Regions from separate parts of the Sus scrofa genome. Here region 1 is linked to region 2. The links are chromatin contacts, called in public Hi-C maps. All regions are on one chromosome and are shown on one strand. Each heading gives the region's core, a stretch centred on a gene start, on an enhancer-like site or on the middle of the called end of the contact. The rest is flanking DNA. Distances are from core to core; before and after follow the strand shown.

Region 1 (3,862 bases), core at 376-2,875, 190 kb after region 2:
TTTCCAGTTTTTTATTGGAGGTTTTTAAAATTTTTTTTGTCACCACCCATGCAGTGGCTTGAGTGGCATCTGAGTTCCTTGACCAGGGACTGAATCTGGGCTGCAGTGGTGAAAGTGCTGAATCTTAGCCACTAGACCACCAGGAACAACCTAGAATATTTTTATCTTGATTTGTGAGAGTTCTTTCTGTATTAAGGAAATTAGCTTTTTTCATTCATGTAGGAAATATTTCCTCATAACTTATAGTTCATCTTTGACTTTGTTTATGGTATTTTGGTATATATAATTTTAAATTTCTGTAGACTCAAACTTCATCTTTAGGCTTCTGGATTTTAGGTCACATTTAGAATGGTGTTAGAAAATACAGAATTTATATGTATGCTGTGTAGAGAAGGAGACTATCTAGAAAACCTAATTATAATCAGAAGCTTGCTTTATTTGCATGGAGTCAGAGCAAAGAAAACTGTGGTATGCTTTATTCAGACTGTGGTGAGTTTTTTTGTTTTTTTATTTTTTTTGTCTTTTTGCCTTTTCTGGGGCCGCTTCCGTGGCATATGGAGGTTCCCAGGCCAGGGGTCCAATCGGAGCTGTAGCCACTGGCCTACACCACAGCCACAGCAACGTGGGATCCGAGCCACGTCTGCAACCTACACCACAGCTCACGGCAACGCCGGATCCTTAACCCACTGAGCAAGGCCAGGGACCGAACCTGCAACCTCATGGTTCCTAGTCGGATTCGATGACTACTGAGCCACGATGGGAACTCCCTGGGGTGTTTATTTCTGACCAAAATATTTTTGCATCAAATGGATACCCCTTACACAATATCAAATACTCTAACTATTCAGCTTTTTCAGTATTTCTTATCAGGCACCAAAAGCTTCTGCCGCATTATCTCATGAAGCACGTACCACAAATAATTAAATTTATTTATTTATTTAAAGACAATGTATTTACATATTTTTGTTATTACTCAATGAATTTATTACTTATAGTTGTACAATGATCATCACAATCCAATTTTATAGGATTTCCATCCCACAACCCCAGCGCATCCCCCACCCCCGAACTGTCTCCTTTGGAGACCTTAAGTTTTTCAAAGTCTGTGAATCAGTATCTGTTCTGCAAAGAAGTTCATTCTGTCCTTTTTTCAGATTCCACATGTCAGTGAAAGCATTTGATGTTGGTGTCTCATTGTATGACTGACTTCACTTAGTGTGATAATTTCTAGGTCCATCCATGTTGCTAAAAATGCTGGAATTTCTACAAATAAAGTTTATTTTACATGTTACATATTTCATTTGATGGTATTTTCTCACTTTGTCCTCAAATTCTAAGGGTGTATTCTTTATCTTCAGTACCTTATGAAATAAATTCCACTCTTGGGGACAGGACTGGGGCGCACAGCATTGTGATCTGCACATATTGAAGACTTAATAACTTTTGAGCGAACTCTAGAAAAAAGAGAGCTAACATTGGTAATATATTTGCTATAAAACTTCTGATGTTACATAGTTATTAATCTTCTATGGTGTTTTTTACAAAATAAAAGTTTACTAAACAGGAAATTTTCAGTTACGTTCAAAGTATAAAATTGTTTAAAGTCTCAAATGCTACATAGAAATCAGCTGAGAATAGAAATTTATAAAATAGATGAAAAACTATTAGCACCATGCAATGTTTAGAGCAGAAAATCAGTAACTTTCAGCTAATACTAAAACAGGAAATCATTTAATATCAATTGGCACAACTGAACTAAATTAATGTAAAATGATTTGGTACAGAGCCCAATTTTTCTATTACTTTAAGTGGAATTTTGCATTAACTTATATAACTGTAAATTTTCCACTACTCCTTATTTAATGTTCTAGCTGCATCATTCTATAACTTGAATCTATTAAAAACTGTATAACATTCTACCAAAGATGGTCTATAAAAGAAAAGGAAATTTATTCTGAATAGTATTCCACAACCCAAAGCGTTAGCAATAAGTAAAAAAGTCTTCAGATTTTATTTCTTGTTATTGGTATTTAGATGTTTCGGTTTAACTTTTACTGTTCAGTTGACTAAATACACTAACTTTTTTAAAAGTTGCAGGAAAAAAAAGGAAACAAAACTAGTGAGTACAGAGGATAGGAGAGAAACTAAGACAGGCGTGGAAGGAATATAGCTTAAGGACTGAAAATAACCATTATATTGCATTAGGAATGCTTTAGAAGTGATATTGGGTAAATTCTCCACCATTTATACGGGGCTTGCATTCTTTCTTACTTGGAAAATCTGTCTTGTTATTAAATACGTTTATTCCTTTTCTTCTAAATGAAATCTATTATTAAAGGAACAGCTTAACTAAAAATTTAAAAAAAGAAACTAACGAAGAGCTCTTACTAACTACACAATTGTATGAATCTGGGAACTATTGTATGAATCTGTGTAACAGCAGTGGAAACACTGCAATAGGTCACTTCTTCCTGTCCTAGGAAAGGCGGTGCATCGGGGGTAACTGGCCCTCCCCAAGTTGATGTCTCCAGCGCGTAGAGATCTCTTGGTGGTCAAAGGTGCCGGACGATGGATTCGAAGCAAACAAAAAAATAAAAATAAGTAAAAAGACTTGAGTTAACTGGAGTCGAAGGAGCGTTAAGGTGCCCTTTCGCCTGTCGAACGTCTAAGGGGAGGGGTGAGGAGGCAGGATAAAAAGGAACCAAAATTCTTAACTAAGTCGCGAGGCCGCCTCCGCCCACACTTCCAGGAAGACCGCAGATAAACGGAGGAGGCGGGAAAGACCCGGTAGGTGCTCTTCGACTCCCTCTTCCCAAATTTCGATTTTTCACTTCGCTCCGTCCCGTTCCCCCCTCAGCCCCCAGAGTGAGGAATAAATTGGTCGAGTGCCCGGCCTAGCCTAGTAGCCCAGTTTCCCTAGTCTCCTAGACCCTGGAGGGAGAGAGCACATTTTCTGGGAAACGGGACTAGTGTTTCTAAAGAAAAAAAATTTTTTTCCAGTGCCATGTCTATCCGGGAGGGACTCAGTTCGCTTTCTTTCCACACCCGAAGCAAAAAGCAAGCAAAACAAAAACTCAAAAAGAACCCCCCCAATCACTTAGGATCAGGTGCCAGAGTTGCGCGAGTTGAGTTCTTTCGGAGGGAAGGGGTAGAGGGCGCGGTGAAACGACGGTCTGGGACCTAGGGTCAGAGGCTCCCCTCGCTGGGGCGTGTCACAAGAGGGGACATCGAGGGATAATGCCCAACCGGGCTGCCACCTCGGGCTGCGCGGGGGGGCGGAGGGGCACGGGGCACGAGTCCCCAGCGAGGCCAGCTTCCGATTTCCCACGGCGCGAGGCTCCGGCGGACATTCCTACCGCCCTCCCCTCGACCCCCTGATAAAGAAAGAGGAAGCGCGGCGCGACCGGGTGCGCGGCGGAAGCGCTGCTAAACGCATGAGTAAGTCAGGCGCGGGCACGGCACCTTGTTTACCCCACTCGGCGGCGCGCCCCTGCGGGCGCCTAGTTGAGGGGCGGTGTCGGAGACGCTGAACCCGGGAGGCAGTCGGCCCCGATTGGCTGGCCATTGGGAGGAGGACGCTGGGTGGGAGGGCTGGCGGCCAGGCGTTGCAGTGGTGACCCTCTGCCGCTAGATGACGCTCCCTCCCAACGGGAGCCGGGCGCCGGTTCGCGGCCGACAGATGGCGCCTGCGCGTTCCATTCGCCTCCAAGTCGCCGAAGAGCGAACACCCCAAACAATCCCGAAGCGCCACCAAAAAAAAAAAAAAAAAAAAAAAAAAAAAAAAGAGAGAGAGAGAGAGAAAAAAAAAAAAAAAAACCCGCCGGATCCGACCGCCACTTTCAAAACCCCCCACCGCTCTAGA
Region 2 (3,448 bases), core at 922-3,421:
TCCAACCAGTGCCAGGCAGAAGCCAAGCAGAATTTCACCTTCTAGCCCTAATACCACTCATTCTAAGGTGGGAGTAATAGTAAAACTGTCCAAAACAGTTGGAAGGAGGAAGCTGAGCAACCCACAAAGATGACAGTCCCTAAATAATTAAGTTGGCTTTAAAAGTAAACAAAATAACAATGAACTGATTTATCCTGTTGGGTATATGAAAATGATGGTTTAGTTTGGTAACTTCCCATCCTGCCTTCCCTGCACACTTCTCTATCAGTTAATAAACCAATAAACTCTCTAAGCATATGCTAGAAAGCTGCGAGGGGTGGGGGGAGATCGGGGACAGGAGGGTTGAACCAAAAGAAATGTGAGACACGGTCCTCACTCTTCAAGGGTCTCTCAATGCGTTAGAGTACAAGAGTATACATGAAAGAGTCAGAGACTAATTAATTGCTAACCTGAGTGTTAACAGATTTTAAGTGCAAGAGCTGTCCAGAGAAGTTTAAATATCTAAAGATTCGAATAATATTACTTTTAACAGCGATCACTTGAGCACTTACTATAAGCCAAGTGCTTCACAGGCATCATTTAGTCTTCACAACAATCCTCTGAGTACTTATTATTCCCAATTTACTCAAGGGGAAACGTCAAAGTGGTTAAGGAACTTACCCAAGGTCACTCAGCTAGTTAAGTGGCTAAGACTGCCGCTTAGCCTGGCAATCCCAGTCTAGCGCTCACACTAAGACTACGCGAAGCAGCGCGAGTGCAGAAGCGGGGTGGGGAGGGCCATATAGGCTGGCGCTACTACAGGCGCGAGTTCTGGCAACGCGTTCCCCGCGTTTCGTTCCAAGTAACGAAGTTCCCAAGATCCGTATCTTTCGAACCAGCAACCGTAAACTGACTAGGAGGGGGCGGAGGGCCCCGCGACGACGGTAAAAATGGCTAACGACAGTTAATCTCATACAGGGCTGAGCTTTACCTAATAGAGCTATTCGGAGAAAGAAATTCGCAATAAGTTATTTATTTAAATAAGTTATTTAAATCCGGGGTTTGTTTCGCCGCTTAAACGAATTTTCTCTTCGAGACAGAGCTGACATTTGGGGCGAGGAAACCGCGGGTATGGCAAATTACTGTTTTCTGTATTACTGAAAGGAAAAAAAAAAAAAAACCACCCAAGTTTTATGACTAAAGGAAACGCGTTATTCTAGGTAAACGGGAACCTTGGAGAGTTGCCAAAATTAGTTGCAGTCCCGGGACTAAATGGGGTTTAGGAAACATTTAATGACGAAAGTTGATTCCAACCCGAAATGGGTCTAAGGTGAAAAGAAGGAGCAAAGAAATGCCGGTAGGTCTTCGGGGGAAGCGGCAATCCTGCTACACTTCTCCCACGGCCAGCGGCGCGCCGCGCGAGGCCGGGACAGTCCAAGAGACCGCTCCCCGGGAGGACGAGAGGTCCCAAGTGGGGCTCTTCCCGACGCCCCGGGCTTCGCGGCGGCGGGCGGCGAGGAGGGGAGGGAGTCCGGGACGGTTCGGACTTCGGGCAGAGGCGGAGCCGGGCTCCAAACTGCGGAGTCGAACGGGTGCAGAGTAAAGAAATGGGACACAGAGAGATATAAAGTCCGAACCCACCCCACACACACATCCCACGGCGCGGTGCCGTAAAGAGAAAGAAGCCAAGTGAGCTCAAGCGTAGAGGGGGGACAAAAAGAGACGGAGCGAGAGCGCGGGGACCCGTAGGGACAAAACGGGAGTTCTGCTAAGAGGCTAAAGAAAGACAAGCTACGGCGGGCAGCGAGGCTTTCGCGGAAGCCGGGGAAAGCAGGAGGTCGGTGGCGGTTACCAGCACTTCTCCTCCCCGAGTTCGAAACTCCTAGCCAACCATCCACACCCGCCGCCCGGATGGGGGAGGGGACACATCTCCCCCCCCCCCCGCAACGTCCCCCCAAATGTGAGAGCACGGTTGACGCCCGAGCCCGGCCCGGCCGTGTGCCCGCCTCCAGCCCGGACACTCACAATTCGCCTCTCCCTGATTTCTCCCAGTTCTTTATCCACTCTACAGGAACCACCACAGTTGCGGCCGCCATCTTCCCCTCACTAGTAGCAGAGGCCCGGATGTGTAGCACGCGAGCGAGGGGTCAAAGGGGAGCACCGCCCACGGGGAATGCCGGGAGCCGCGAGTTCGGTTTTCGATTTCCCGCCCTGCTTTCCACCCCACCCTGCGGAAGCCCGAGGCCCTGCCGCCAACCAGGTGGCCGGACCCATGGGTCCCGTCGCAGAATGACTACGCTGGCCGCGCCCTCTTCAACCCATGCCCCTCTTCCCTTTAGAACAGGAAAAATGCCATCCCCAGGCCAACTCGTACCCCTTATCTTCTTCCGTAGTGTCTACTCCAGGCCACTAATTCAAACTCGTGTTTTTAAAGCACCTAGTATGTGCTAGACACTGGGGATAGAGAAAAAGCCACGATGCCTACCCTCAACGAGCTCACAGTCTGTCGGGAAGACAAACATAAGGGCATCAACTACAATACATTCTGCTAACAGCTAATATCAAAGAAATTAATCAGGGAAGAAGCAGCCGATTGCTGTGAGCCAGGCATTTTGCTAATACGGGGGGTATAATCTAATGAGGAAGTGAGAAATCGGCCCTGGGAAACACTTGCAGCCACCAGCGCTGACACCCTACTGTCGGCCGCTGTCATTGTAACCTTAGGCAAAACTAGGGGGCGCAAGCACCAAGAGAAACAACTTGTTTATATCACATACTCTCCAAGTGTCTCCCGACAAGATACTTATTATTTCAATGAGCGAAATAGAATCTTTACGGTCGGGAAACATGGTGGACACCCTCCTAACTGATGAAAATAAGCATCCCTCGATATTAGATAAATGGGCGTCTTATGCCTCTTGATGAGATGCTGAGAAAAACACTAACCAATTTTGTAGTAATCATGCCAAAATTCGCATAACCTGAATTTAATCATGAGGGAACATCAGACAAGCCCATATTAAGGGATGGTCTGCAAAATTACTGGCTTGCACTCTTCAAAATCATCAAGGTTACTAAAGATAAAGACAGGTTGAGGAACTCTTCCAGATTAATGAAAACAACAGAATAACAGCTTCCCGGCCGGAAAAAATATATATATATATTTTACTCTAAAAACGGCATTCCTGGGACAACTGACCAAATTTGAATATCTGTAGTTTAAGTAATAATATTGTGTCGGTGTTAATTTCTTGAGTTTAATACTTGTATGTGGTTATGTGAAAGTCCTTGTTTAAGAAAATATGAAGTATTTAGAGGTAATGGGGCAGTGTGTTGCAACTTACTCTAAAATGTTGCAGAAAAAAAACGATAGAATGATTAGACAAATGTAAAATATTAACATTTTAGGAATCTGGGTAAAGGATATACAGAGATTCTCTGTTCTGTCTGTGCAACTTTTCAAAATAAA

What was found. Hi-C and Micro-C count contacts between places; a contact is called where the count stands out from the background.
Region 1: a contact with region 2 is called in a Hi-C map of embryonic fibroblasts, with 1.7 times the contacts expected there. The contact joins the promoter of STAG2 here to the promoter of THOC2 in region 2. A contact is called at or near these places in 1 of 5 promoter capture datasets (fetal liver), 4 of 47 Hi-C or Micro-C datasets (embryonic fibroblasts, fetal liver, heart right ventricle and 1 more) and 2 of 2 datasets of contacts at active chromatin or transcription factors (alveolar macrophages and skeletal muscle).

Annotation. Positions count from the first base shown.
Region 1 is chrX:101,474,492-101,478,353 of Sscrofa11.1, forward strand. It overlaps STAG2 (cohesin subunit SA-2), which reads left to right and starts at 1,626. Exons shown (of 34, transcript XM_013986403.2): 1 at 1,626-2,787.
Region 2 is chrX:101,282,452-101,285,899 of Sscrofa11.1, forward strand. It overlaps THOC2 (THO complex subunit 2), which reads right to left and starts at 2,172. Exons shown (of 39, transcript XM_021080469.1): 1 at 2,005-2,172. The coding sequence starts at 2,075.